Linked DNA regions of Mus musculus: region 2 is linked to region 1. Evidence: chromatin contacts called from public capture Hi-C data. All regions are on one chromosome and are shown on one strand. The core of a region is the stretch at or near the end of the contact, and the rest is flanking DNA. Distances in the headings are between cores, read along the strand shown.

Region 1 (6,962 bases), core at 2,237-4,736:
TGTCAACTCTGGGGTGCTCATTTTTTTTCAACAAAATTTCCACAGAGCTGATGGTCCATTAGATAATACCACAAGCGAATTTCATTCTAACACACTGAGCTCTCCAGGCAGGGAGCAGCTTGGGCCTCACTTTTGCAACATGGCAGGTACAGAGAATCAAATAGGTTTGATGGCACCTGGAAAGGACCAGTCCACCTCTGGTTATCACTTTCTGCTGATCATCTTTCCATGGCATCTGCTTTTACTGTTCGGTTCTTCATCTGCACCAAGAAACAGTCTCCTTGAGTCCTTATTACAAATCACTAATGGCCCAGATGGGACCTTTCATCTGAGAGCGCATCATCTTTTCCCTGTCTGAGAGGTAGTGCTGACACCTGCCTGCTGCTGACCCAGAGACCAGGTCTGCCTTTGCTTGGGGATGCCTGTAAGACAAGTAGTGATGCCTTCTCCTTGACATAGTTTGGGGACAGATTCTACTTGTCATATTGAGTCTGGTACTGTGGGGAGAGGGAGGCTGGAAAGGGGTGGAGAAGAGCGGTTTACAGGACTGGAAGCCCTGGCAATGCTTGCTGGTTTGGCCAAATGAAAATGGCTGGTACCCGGTCAGCACACCGACTGGTCTGACTCAAGTCTGTTTGTCTGTTTAGGGATGCCTGACAAAGAGGCATCCTGTATCTGTTAAGTGTAAGCCTCGAACCCTTGCTCTCCCAATTCGCAAAGCCTGCTTCCTTTTCCAGTATGATCTATATGGCCAACTGATCAGTCAGGCTCAAAGCTATCTTTGACTTCAGTTTTGAAAGAAAGAGAAAAGGCATGGTCCAAGATTAAGAAGTCTCAGCGTTAGAGTCTAGGTGTTTAAAAAACAATCCATTGCTACATTAACAGTGGCACTCACTCCTGCACAACCTTGGAGACTATGCATAGGGTGTGGCGAACCCTGTGCCCCCGGGGCCAAAAGATCTAACTAGAAAAACTCAGCGAAGACTGCACTGCTGACTCCCGGCCTCTGAGGAACATGTTTCCAGTCTCCATGGTAGTTCTGTGTGCTCAGTTGTTGGTACTGGATGTATCGACAACTTCAATAATTAGGTCTTTTGAGTAAAACATGTACATGTCTCAGGTTGTCACTACACTCTTTCAGAAGTTAGGACAGCAATAGGCTGACATGTGCTCCAGTTTGAAAGGCACAAGAAGAAAATAAAAGACCAAGGCAGGAGGGGCTAGAGGGGAAGGCATAAGTCTTTTCTAGTAAACACACCCCCCCCCCTTGTAGCTAATTCCTAGGTGCTCAAAACAAAATTAAGAAAAAATGGCTGCCCAGTGGCCCTGACCTCAAACACAACCTCCACAGACCTGAGCCTAGGTGACTCTCCATTAAAAACAGTATGGGGGGGACCCTCTGTGGTAGACAAATAAAGTTTCAAGTTTAGGGGAATCTGTGGGCTGTTGGGTGTGTGGGAAGAAGTTGAACCAGATACCCAAGCTAGCTACCCATATGCTCAATGCTACTGTGGCTCTAAGGATGTGTTAATGTCAGTTCTCAAAAGCAGGGCTCAAAGAAGGTGCAGTGACTAAACAGTCTAGGAAGGCCCTCTGTCTGTCCGGACAGGAGGAATATTCTTAACACAACCCCTCATTAAAAGGTTGCAGCCACTGTTATGGTCTCACAAGTAAAATGAGGTTCTATTTCAAGCTACTCCCCAGACCCCAGGTCTCCCGAAGTTTTGGTTAGAGTTTCTGGCTCTCCCCATCCCCTTTTGGAGAGTAGGGGAGGGGAGGTGTGCCAGAAAATACACCACAATATTTTCATGTTGGTGTGTCAGGTCAAATCCTGACTGGCATCATAGAAGTTTTACGGGAGGCAATTTGGATCTGCGATATAGGAGACTCTACTCTCCATGGAGATTTGAGACAGTTAAAAAAAAATCTCCCCCCAAATTCAACCTGGTTTCAACCAGGGCTATGGGGCCCCCAGTAACTCTTGTAAAAGTTCTGCTATAGGCCTTGCGCCCTTTGCTGCCTACTACTTTTCTTAGATGGAGATGAGAAATCATGTCTTGGGGTACAAACTGGCATGTTCCCTAAAAATCAAACTTATCTCATGCTATGTAGGCACTTGACATGTTCAACAGTTATCCCCCGAGCAGTTCCCTTGCACCACAGGAAGTAGGTTCGGAAGGAAGGTCTATATCCCTCAGGAAGGAAAGCCCAAAATGTCTCAGGGAAGGGACAGTGTGCAGTGTGCAGAGACAGCTTCAGGGGGTTTTTCTGCAGAGGAAGTAAGTCAAGAGGGCCTAAGGCAGTCATAGCAACTACCCTGGAGTTTCTCATTCAGAGGTTTTGCTGGGGACCTGAGACTAGAACCAAGCCCTAGACCCCAGCTCTTCTCAGAGAGTGGACTCTCTCTGTCTTTCTGTCTCTCTCTCTCTGGACAACAGATGGCTGTACCTCAGCCCTTCACAATGGTAGCTTGACCTGCTTCAGCAGAGTGGGGCCTGCCTCTTGTTCTCCCAGGGGTAGGTAGCTTTGCATCCAGAAAGACCCCGTCTTCCTTCCTACAAGGCTTCCACCTGCCAGCTTTTGTCTATCTCAACTCATGGAGAGTCAAACTTGTTCATCAGGATTCCTGCCAAAGTCCCCAAAGCCTAGCTGTGAACGGGCCCTGAGTTCCAGAAGCACACTCAGGGACTCAGTATCCCTCATTAAAGAAACGAAAAATAAGCAATCAAAAACCTCGCCACTGATGGGTTCTCTATCACACCTATTGAAGCAAGGTTGCTGGACAGGAGCCAGGCCTGTGCTGAAGCCAGCTCCAGATCACAGATTGATCCCGAGGCCCAGCGAGAGCAGGGCCAGGGACTACGAGGGGCTGTTTTTCTCGAAGACAGCTAACCTTTCTTCCATCAGCCTGCATAGCTGTTGTCTGTACACTGGGGTGGGGGTTACTGGTGATCTTTCAGATCTTCGAGTGGCAGTTGGCTTAGCCACACCCCTTCCAACTGTCATTCTGAGGGGCATTGCAGACCGAAGAGTAGACTAGTCCAAATGCCCTGGGGTAACCACAGTGATTATATGTCCCAAGACCACCTGGACAGTGTTCCTTCTTTGGCCATCAGGTCCTCAAGTCAGACTTGGAGGAGCAAGCCAGTAGCAGAGCTGCAGATATTACAGGGGCTCTAGGTAGGGTCCCCCCAGGCCATCTAAACCATGAAGCAGGCTCTGTCAAGCAGCTGTACATGTTCAAGCCTCCTAGGGGGACAAAGTCTATTCTTGAGACTGTCAGATGGGGCAGAGGTTTTACAAAAGGAGCCCCCCTTAGAGCTCCTCTGGGACTATTCCCAGTAGCCCTTACTGTTTTTCAGATGACACTGACACAGATAATGTGTCTTGCCCCTGTCTGATTTCCATTGCTCCTCAACTGCCCTCAGTGTCGGTTAGGATGGAATCCTCAGGGCTGAGGTTCCCTCCTGACCTCCCAAACACCCAGTGGCTGTTGGGAACTTGTCACTCAAGCCTTTGGGGGCTTCTGGTTGGATTTCTTGGGGGCACAATCCCCACTGAGCCTTGGGGATAGTAACTCAAAGACAGGTCTGTCTTTGAGGAGGCATTTTGCCTTAATTAAGCCCCAACTGGGGACTAGTCGAGATTTTGTCATCTCAGGGAACCTTTCGAGTCTGTCCCCTGCCCCCAGACAACCAGATCTCACAATGTGTGTGTGTGTGTGTGTGGGGGGGGTTTCCTTCAGAAGCTTCAATAGTAGATGGCAGGATCCTGAGTGGATATTCCCACACCCTGAAGGATGAGAAATACCCTCTCCCTCTTCTTTCTTAACCCTCTAGGTCATCTGGTTCTGTACAGCTGCCTTATTTTATACTCTTCTGCTGTCTCTCCCCAGTCGAGGGCACTCTCTGGATTGCCAGGCAACAATGAGAATCTCAATAAACTTCTCCTTAGGAATGGGGTGGGAGGCAGGGGAAGGAGGGGAGACACACCTAGTGGAAGCAGAGTCTCCTGCAAAGTCTCTTTTTCCCTCCAGGGAGCTGTTGGGAGTCCCAAGAGCGCTCCTCTACTCTTGGCTAACTCTAGCCTCCTTTCTCCCTTCCTTGAATCTTGATGCAGGCAGGGCCCAAAGTTTTCAACTTTACCCTTGGCTAGGCACAAACAGCCCCCAGTCACATTGCCTCCCTTCTTCTCAGGCTGCCCAAGGCCACCAGGCTCAAGACTTCAGGTGCTAGCAGAGCCCTGGACCAGATCCTGTCTCTCAGTTTCCAGCCCCAAAGCCAGAGGTATGGTTTTACATCTTCTGCTTGCCTTTCAAAAACCAACCAACCAACCAACCAACCAACCAACCAAACAACCAACCAAACAAACAAACAAAACCTCACGGCTTTTTAAATTTTAAGTAGCATTTTTTTTGTTGTTTTGTTTTCCTGACAGTAGTAAAATAGGCTCCTTTGCACTGTCCCCCATGAAAGTCTGGAATCACAATATATTGGGAAAGTGGATCTTAAATTAAAATTCTGGGTCTTTGTCCCTGAGCCAGACAACATCCGTGTGATCAGTCGACATTTTGGGAGCAGGTTTCCAGCACTGCCCACCGAGTGTCTCTCTTTGACCCTGTGGCTATTTAAGACCTAGGAAGAATCGGTGAACAGTGATTTTTTGGGCATTTCTACTTTTTAATCCTTGGACTAAATTCCTGAAAGTGGGAGTCTAGGACAAGCAGACCATGATGCCCCAGGATAAGAGAGTCTTTGACAGCAAATGACCTACACAGGTGCAAGTTGACCAGTGGGGTTCTCTGGGGCTCTTGGTGACAACTGTCATCTGTGTTATCACCCAAGCAGTGTGCATGTGTGAGTAACAGGTCTTTTCCATGTTTTTCTGTTTCTTTGAGTAGCCTGGAGGTCACCTCTGCACTGCCTTTCAGCACACAGAAGTCTTTCTTCATCTACCAAAGACTGCTTCGCTGCAGCAGCTGCAGAGTGCACTGATATCCTGGTGGCCCTCAGAAGTTCACTGCGTGCCCAGCACTAACCCAGAGCCAGAGAGTAAAGAGAAAGCTGGAGAGCTCAGGTGGGAGAGGCCGCAGCACCAAGGGATGGAAAGGTGACAACGAAGGATCGAGGGGCGTGTAGGCAGTCAAGACAGAAACATTCCAGGTAATAAGACAGTTTATACCAAGCCAGTGATGGGACCCTCGTGCCTCCTTTCAAAGAACTAAAGAGGGTCGTGGCTTCCTGGAGACTGATGGGACTGTGGCTGACCACAAGAGACTTGGCAAGGAGCTGTGGCTGAGTGAACCAGGTTGCAGAAGCTGTGCAGGTTCTCTGGGGGTCTGTGGGGTTGAGGATTAGAGGGTTGAGAGAGAGAGAGGAGTTGAGAATCCCTGGACACACAGAAGGATCTGAAAAGCTGGTCTCTAGGTTCCTTGGGTAGCCCAGCTAGGTGCAAGCTGATTGGATTAGGTTGGAGAGGAAAAAGAGTTTGCATGGGAGAAGCTAGCACAAGCAAGGAGCAGGAGGGGGGAGGGTGGGTAGAAGAGATAGCAGTGTCTCCTCTATTCTCTGCAAGCCTCTTGTTATAGACCTATCTGCCATCTGTAGCCATACTTGACCCCCCTTTGCCCTCAGTGGCCCCCTCACCTTGGGTCACTGTCCGACCCTTACTTTAGTCTCCGTGTCTTGTCCCATGTCCTCCATGCAGCCTTCTAGTCCCCTGTTCCCCTCCACTTCTATCTACCCCAGGCTCGGGGACAGTCACTTAAAAATGGCTTTTGTGGCTTCCATGAAAAAATTGTAAAGGTCTAGTTTGCAAAAGAGAGAGGTTCAACATCCCTGGACCCTTTTCAAGGCCTGAGGGCAACCCTCTGCTCTAGTTTGATGGGCAGAACTACTAAGAGTTCTAGGTGATGGAAAGAATTCAAGACAGAACAGCCTAAAGTTTCTAAGGCCAGATGTGGCATGGCCAGACAATGACATGGCCACTGTGGCTTGGAAATCCAGAGTCAGCTCTGGCTGGGGTGAACAATAGCTTAAAGCAGATGGGAGGGGCTCTAGCTGGGGTTGTAGCGGGGCCAGACAGTTGGGTTATCAGGGGGAACCTTGAGGCCCCAGATGGGCAACAGACTTCAAAATGGGGTAGTGTTAAGGCCACCAACACTGGGCCACACTCAGCCCCTGGCGCTGAGCAGGATGGGGCACAAAATGGCAAATGGGTCAGAGTGTCACCAGAGGTTCTCCCCTCAGCTAGAAGGCAGGCCCTCATGCTCTTCCCCACTCATAGCCATGCTTGCGCAGCCGATCACTCTCTAGCTCTCACCTATAGTCAGTCAACACAGCATCTGTTCCTTCATGGTACCATGAGTGCACACAGTGCCAGGCCCATGGAGCATATAGGTCTGAAGGTAAACAGAGCTTTCTTTTCAGGAGAGGTAGGTGCTCAGTGGCCTCTCCGACCCCCACCCCATGCCACAGGGTTAGCGAAGAAGCCATGAGAAGCCTTAGGACAGAGGTGTTAAAGAAGCCCCAGCCAGGCTGGAGCCAGCAGAGCTTGCAAAGAACTGCAGATAGGTGGTGGATGGGTGGAGGAGAGTGCTCAGAACAGGGAGCCTCAGGATGTGAGGGAGTAGGCTGGGTGCTAAGAGCTTGACTAATACTTGACAGAAGCAAAAGAGGGGATTTTGGCTCACAGCTTCAGAGGTCTCAGTCTGCCAGAGTGAGGAAAGCATGGCAGAGAGGAACAGCTTGAGGACAGGACACTGTAGGATGCTGGCACCCACATCCTTTCTCCTTCCCTCCCTTCATTTCATCTGGGAGGCCGGCCTATGGAATGATGCCACCCAACATTTGGGTCAGGTCTTCTCCTCTTGACTGATCTGTTTTGGAAGCACCCTCACAGACATACCTAGAGGTGTACTTGGCCAATCTCCCAAGTTCTTCAAAATCCATTTAACAAAAAAA
Region 2 (6,962 bases), core at 3,300-5,799, 520 kb before region 1:
GCAGTAGATGTTGGGTTTGGCCAACTCTAAGCCCTGGATCTGGCCCTGGGTGGTAATTGAGTTGGTCATCCCACCAGCTCTCCTGCACCCAAACTACCAAGGCCAGCTCTCCCACTTAGCCCAGGTGGGGGTCAGGGCCAGCTCTCCTGCATATCACCCACATTTCCAGGGTACTGTCCATATCCATGAGGACTCCTGTGATGTTAACCACAAAGGTTCTGGTCATCTGTGGGTCAGCAAGCCCTCAAGGCCAAAAAGAGAGCAGTGATGGATCCCAGGTTGTCAATGTGTCAAGTCAGCCCTTCCCAATGGGGGCATCAAATATAGACTAGAACTCCAGGGCAGGCAGTGTGAGGATTTTTTTCTCTCTGACCCAAGCCCTGAGCACCTGCAAGAAATAGCTTCCACCTCTAGAGAAAAAGAAAAGGCAGCTCCTACCCACAATTGATGGATCATCTCCCAGGCTTCCAAGCCACACAGAAGTGCTCTTTGGAAGTGGAGGAGCCCTTACTTTCCCCCCCAGCATCAGTCAGGAGGGAAGCCCTCCCAATCCAAGAGGTCTACCACACTAAGCTAGCTAATATGAGCTAGCTAGTGTGGCTGGCTGAAAGGCCAGAGATGTAAAACGGCAGGCAGGACTCTGTGAACTCAGTATAATATAAGAAAAACAGAGATCTTGGCTAGGAGGATGAAGTGTTTATTGGACTCAACAGGGAGACATTGAACAGCACACATAGGAACCCTGCAGGACCCCAGATACTTATGTGTGGATGGTGATGGCATAATACCTTGGAATACTGCCTCTTTCATGTGCTGCCCACATGCCTCCAGGGTCAAGAGCAGCAAGCCACAACAAAAGAACATTCCAGGAAGTACAGATTTGAAAGTCCTAGAGAGGAGTGGGGTGCCTATACAGCAGGGGTTATAAAGTGGAAACAAGGTGTTCCACACACACACACTACCCCCAACTCAGAGCTTCTATATCTCATAATTCATCGCTAGAGGACTCCAGTAAGCATTGGTTGCAAGTGAGGATAAAAGGACAAGGATGAAGGTCATTGAATGGATCATCAGAGAAAGGTCTGCAGAAGGACTGAAACCAGGCTGAACAGAAGCACCCCTGCCATGGTCCAGGAGCTGCCTCCAGTGGGAACTGCTGCATTGCAGAGGTCTTCCTTGCAACAGTAAGTCTTCACGTTGACAGCATTACCAGTGATCTCAGTATTGTCCAGAGTAGTGGGGCAGATGGGAAGGCAGAGATTGCTCTTGACTTTGCTTCTGTGAGAGTCTGCAAGATATCAGGGAGTGATTCACTTCTTATGCAGGAACAACAGAACATCCCAATGTCTGGGTCACATGCCACCTGACCTGGATGGCCCAGACTTGTCTCTAAGGTATGGTGAAGCCAGATATGGTAGCTAAGATTTCTCACCCCAGAACTTGGAAGACTGAGGAAGGAGCATTTTTATGAGTTCAATCCCAAACTGAGCTACATGAGGCTCAAATGAGACCGTGTCTCAAATAACAAACAACAACAAAAAAAATCAAAACCCTGGGCTGGTAAGGAGGCTTGGTGGATAAAGTGTTTGTGTGCACAAGCATGAGTCCCCAGTTTCCATCAGGTAGAGCACATCAAAAGATGGGCAGGCATGGAGGCCTAATTGTATCTCTGTGCTCAGGACACAAAGATGGAGATCCCCAAAGTAAGCTCACAGGCTAGACCACCTCAACCTGTAAGCTTGGGGTTCAGTGTGAGATCTTCCTCAGTAAATAAAATAGTTGTCACAGAAGATACCTGTCAACTTCTGGGCCCCATACACTGAACCTCCCCAGTGCATGACCACCACACATGTGTACACAGGTGTCCTTGTACACAGGTGGCAATGTGCTGGGGAAGCAGCTCAGTCAGTGAAGTGCTTGACACATAGAAGCCTAGAGACCCAAGTTCAATCCCCTGCAACCATGTAACCAGTCAGCCAAGCATGGGAGTGCTGGTCATGATCTCTGTGCTGGAGGGGTGGGGAATCAGGAGGTCCTGGGAACTCTCTGCTACCTCCCTCTTCTCGACCTCCAGCATGCTTGGCAAATCATGGGTCCCAATGAAAGATATTGTCTCAAAAAACAAGGTTGTAGGGACTGGAGACATGGCTCAGCAGTTACCAGCACTTGTTGCTCTTACAGAAGCCCAGGGTTTGGTCCCAGACCACACATGATGTTTACAACCATACAAAATTCCAGTACCAGGAGAATCAAGACTAATTTGCATAAAACAGTAAACAGTGCTTGAAGAACAGGGCTTAAAGATGTCATCTGAGCTTTGAACACATTACATTACATACATTCAAACATGTGCACCCACATTTATAGACACACAGAGAGAGACACAGAATAGTGTAAGATTGCCCAGTGGCACAGCAGAATAGGCAAGCAGCCTCTCAGACCCTTGCATTTCCCCAGGCAGTTATATCTAGGAGACCTACTCCAGGAGACAGGCAGGCTGTGGTCAGAAAAGGAAACTGGATAGCAGGGCAAGGATTCTCCTGTCTTGTCTATCCGAGCATATGCCTGGAATCTAGCACTTTGGAGGATCTGATATGTCCTAAGGTCTCTTAATATCAACATCCCTAAGTCATTCCTTTAGCCTATGCTCCAGATTCCTTCTTTATATGCAAAGGCTCACAGATGCTTCCAGCTCTCCTGGCCTCTCAGTGAGCCAGTAAGGCCTTAGACATAAAGTACAGGCAGGAGCATCACATGACTGCACTGGCGACATAAGGAGATGATGAACACTATGCATGCCAGTGGGCAGCCCTGCTTTATGATCTATATCCCAGCACATCCCTGGACCCCAACAGCCCCCACTTTGCAGAAGTCCCACTCCAACATCAGAGAAGCTCTACTTGGAGGGAAGGGAAACGTGGTCCACAACCAGTGTCCAGACATGACAATTTCTCAGAAGCCACCCTCAGCCATCTTTGTATAGGTAACAGGGAACTTACCCACAATAACTTCTATCTCCAGAGCAACGCAAAATCCATCAGAGAAGGGGCAGGTAGTTGTGTTGCAGGAAGTCTCAGGTGGGACCCCAATACAATTGTAGCACTCCAGCCCCTGAGCTGAGAAACAAAAGCTAATACATGAGAGCTAGGGCATGTGCTTCCTAGACCAGACCCCTCCTCTCCAATGCCTTTACTTCCACACAGCTGTTGACTTCTAGGACAGAGCAAGGACATTACTGCCCAGTCACACACACACACACACACACACACACACACACACACACATACACTGAAAACCAAAGGTGAACCAAGAGCCACTTGTGTTGAAATATGCTCAGTAATGCTCTCTCAGCTATTCAACCTGACAAGAGTCCTGGACTCCAAGATGTACCAGAGAGACAGTCAGCATATTGGGAAGATGCACATACTAAATGTCTGCTGAATAGGTGAGTGGGTGTATAAGCAGGTACTGGGGCAACCAAGTGGGGAGGGTTGTTCTGACCTATTCAAACCTACAACTTCAGAGCTGGCCCCTGGGAAATGACGCATGACAGAGCACTGAACTTCCCAGAGTCCAACTCAAAGAGGCTCACCATGAGGCTTCCCACAACACAGATGTAACTAGAAGTCTAGGGGTATCTGAGAGCTCAAACCTCTTAGAGTAAGCAAGTTCTAGCATTCAGGTCTCACATGACGTAACAAAAAGTCAAATGCCTAGAGTTAAGGATTCCTAGCCCCGTGACTTGGCAGGTGGGAAGGAAAAGAAGACTCTGCCAGTTTGAGTGCACACAGGCCAGTGGCCTGACTGGGAAGCCAGTGCAGCAGTGTAGAATCTAAGGGTTCTGGTGGCTAGGGTTGGGGCACAGGTAGTGAGGTCCAAGAGACTTTCTGGTATGTGATGATGGTTTCGCTGGCAGGGTTACAGACCCAGCACTCAGCATAGGAGGCTTCACCATCACAAGCCAATTCCTGATCCCCTTGCTCCAGGACACCTCAGTCACCACGCACACAATGGAGGTGCAGGTGTACCCACAACCCTGAGGCCCTTTTCTATCTCCATTGTACCCTCCTGCCCCTCTCCCATTTTTCATCTCACCTCTTTCTGCACACAGTAGGACCACAAGAAGGATGAGCACACAGGACTTTGCAATGTGACAAGTGTCCATCCTGGGAGAAGGGCTGCACAGATAAAACCTTGGAAGTCGAAGCTGGTTAGTAATTCACCAGTCACATCCCTTCAGTCTCACAAAGCTGAGGCATCCAATTTCCCTCCCTCCAACCCCCCCCCCCACACACACACAGCTTTCCCCAAGGAATACATGTCTGTCTACTTCTCTCACCCACCACCCACCCAGCATTTTCCTCCTAATCCCACACTCCCAACCCCAGCCCTATCCTGAGGGCTCTTCCCTTTGCCACCTAGCAGCTCCCTCCTGACACCAGTCCTTACTTCCTCTCTGACCAGGTTGCAGGCACAGTGACAAGGTCTTTCAGAAGTGGACTGAAATAAATACTTTACTTTCTCTCAGCCCCTCCCAGCTGGCATCCTGAAAAGGGAGGGGTTTCTATACCTACTTCCTCCAGGCCATCATGTTTATTGGTTAAGAGGTAGCAAGGTTTGTTGGTGACCTGGTCAAGCCAGATTTATAGCAGTTGGGGAGGGAGGACCACTCAGTTGGGGAGGAACCATGGTGCTGGAGGACAAAGAGAGCGTAGGAGCAGGGGCCACAATTGACTTGCAGGTTCCATTCAGAAAGCAAAGGAAAGAGGCAACTTGCTCAACCCCTTCCTAGTTTTTGTTTTGTTTTGCTTCATGGGTTTTTGTTGTTGTTGTTGTTGTTGTTGTTGTTGTTGTTGTTGTTGTTTTCAATTTTAGACAAAGTTTCTCTGTGTAGCTTTGGCTGTCCTAGGACTTGCTCAGTAGAACAAGCTGGCTCCAACACATAGCTATCAAAGGTGTGCTGCAGCTGCTGCTGTTTCTGTGACCTCCACTTGACTTTTTCTTGTTTCTAAATAGAAGGTATGGGTGTAGTGGCGCAGAGCCCACGACCCTCCTTTCTATAAGCAGGAAAACAACGGACAAATACTTAGAGACTGGCTCTGGTGAGCAAGCCCCCAACAAGCGTTTGCATCCACAAAGTGAGAATCCTGAGCCAAGAGCTGGCAACTGGGATGGAAGTTACTAAGCAGTGTCTGATGTGTTTGGGTGATGTATGGGGCTGTGGGTGCTGGGCAGAGGTAGAGACCTGAGCTGGAAATCATCCTGAGATGACACCACAGCAAAAGAACAGATATGCTCAGGGGACAACTGAGACCAAAAATGGACCACAGCATCAATGAAGCTAAGCACATCCACTTAAGCAGGGAAGGCTGCTTACACTCCATGGCCTCTGCCCGAGCACCACTAAAAACCCCTTCCTTCTTACCCTATAATATATCATCTAAGCAAACAGTTTGCTCCAACACCGCATAACCCAGCACAGCGGTAGGAGGAAGAGAGCAAGCAAGAAATGTTGTCTCTGTAATTCTGTCACATGCTGTGCTAGGCATTGGCTCGTGCATGAACAAGTGTATGTGTTAAAAAGAGCAGCAGACAGCAAGCCTCTGCAAACAAACATAGGGCATCTATGAAAGATCCAAGTGACAATTCATCCCAATGTCACCACCCAATGAGTTTATGAGGTTTATGAGGCTTTTTTTTTTTTTTTTTTTTTTTTACAGAGGATGGGTGAGGTCACTTACAGGACATGCATAAGCATTTTTGATCAGCTTAGTCACCACCAAGTCTCACCCCATCATAAAAGCAGTGACATAGAGTCCCTATTTCAGTAAATCCACTGTATCCTCTAAATTCTAGCATCTTATGACCACCTGTGCTTGGAGGAGAACAGGAGTCATGGCTGGAACCCCAGGTGACAGTCCTCCATTCTGAGTATAGAGAGTTCTGCCCATTATCACAGACCTGTTCCTGTTTTGCTCTTCTGACTCCATTGCCAGGGCTCCTGAGCCAACGTTGTCCATACTCCAGGATGTCAATTGGCCCATCACCTCTTTGAAGGAAAAGGCCATGTAACCACAATGCAGCTCACTGTTTCTCTAAAAGTCTTTACTAGGGGTTCTCATGAGTCCTCCAGTCTCCACCCAGCACCAATGTTGGGGAGCTAGCTTCCCTTAGTGGTGGACTCCTGCCCAAATTACTGACAGACCACTTACATTAACTCTTAAGGGAGAGGGCTACAGTGTACTTGTATAATCATAGAATTAGAGGTACCAGATGTTGCCAGATTAGTGTTAGAGAAGCCAGAAGGCTGTCTGCAGAGAGGTCTACCTGCAAGACAAAAACACACTGAGCATTCTCTTCTGCCTTCCAATTCAGCCAGAAGCCTGACTACAGTCACACTGAATAGGTCAAACCTTAGCCAAGCCCATTCCCCTCCTCAGAAAATGAATGACCTGTGTTAAGTAGCCAAGGTCACATATGTATCCCTCACAATCTTGAGTAATACAGCAAAGGTTTCATGTTACCCAAGTGTACTTCCTCCAAATGCCACTTGCCCTCCCCCATGGGCTGTGGTCTCAGAATGCAGAGGATCTGGGAGCAGGGGGTTGCAGGGATGGTGGGTATAAATGATCTGAAGACTGTGTTGGAGGACAGCCCTGTTATTGAAATAGAGGGGCTAGATTATAAAGCTTGAGTCAGGGGCTGGGGGGTGGGGAGGGATAGTTTACGAAGTGCCACATTGGGTTAGGGTGATTCGAAGTGTATCAGGCAGATTATCAGACTGACAATCACATGATTTCTAAGCAGAGAGTTCTCTGGTATGAAAACAGAATCCTAACTGGCTTTATCATGACTTGGCTTTTGTCTCTGTGGAGTTGAGTAGGCCCAAACCTGATTTGGGTAGTGAACATCCCCACTCCTGCAGTGCTCTAGGAGAGCTAACCAGGGGTATGGGCAGTCTT

What was found. Capture Hi-C pulls out chosen DNA fragments and counts their contacts.
Region 2: a contact with region 1 is called in a capture Hi-C map of macrophages, with 4 times the contacts expected there. The contact joins the promoter of Ly6g here to the promoter of Mroh4 in region 1. A contact is called at or near these places in 1 of 39 promoter capture datasets (pre-B cells) and 2 of 9 other capture datasets (adipose tissue and macrophages).

Annotation. Positions count from the first base shown.
Region 1 is chr15:74,632,842-74,639,803 of GRCm38.p6, reverse strand. It overlaps Mroh4 (maestro heat-like repeat family member 4), which reads left to right and starts at 3,486. Exons shown (of 27, transcript NM_001177437.1): 1 at 3,486-3,588; 2 at 4,197-4,286; 3 at 4,901-5,162.
Region 2 is chr15:75,152,848-75,159,809 of GRCm38.p6, reverse strand. Ly6g (lymphocyte antigen 6 complex, locus G) reads right to left here and starts at 4,549. Exons shown (of 4, transcript NM_001310438.1): 1 at 4,450-4,549; 2 at 4,096-4,193; 3 at 3,000-3,116; 4 at 682-1,288. The coding sequence starts at 4,165. The coding sequence ends at 1,071.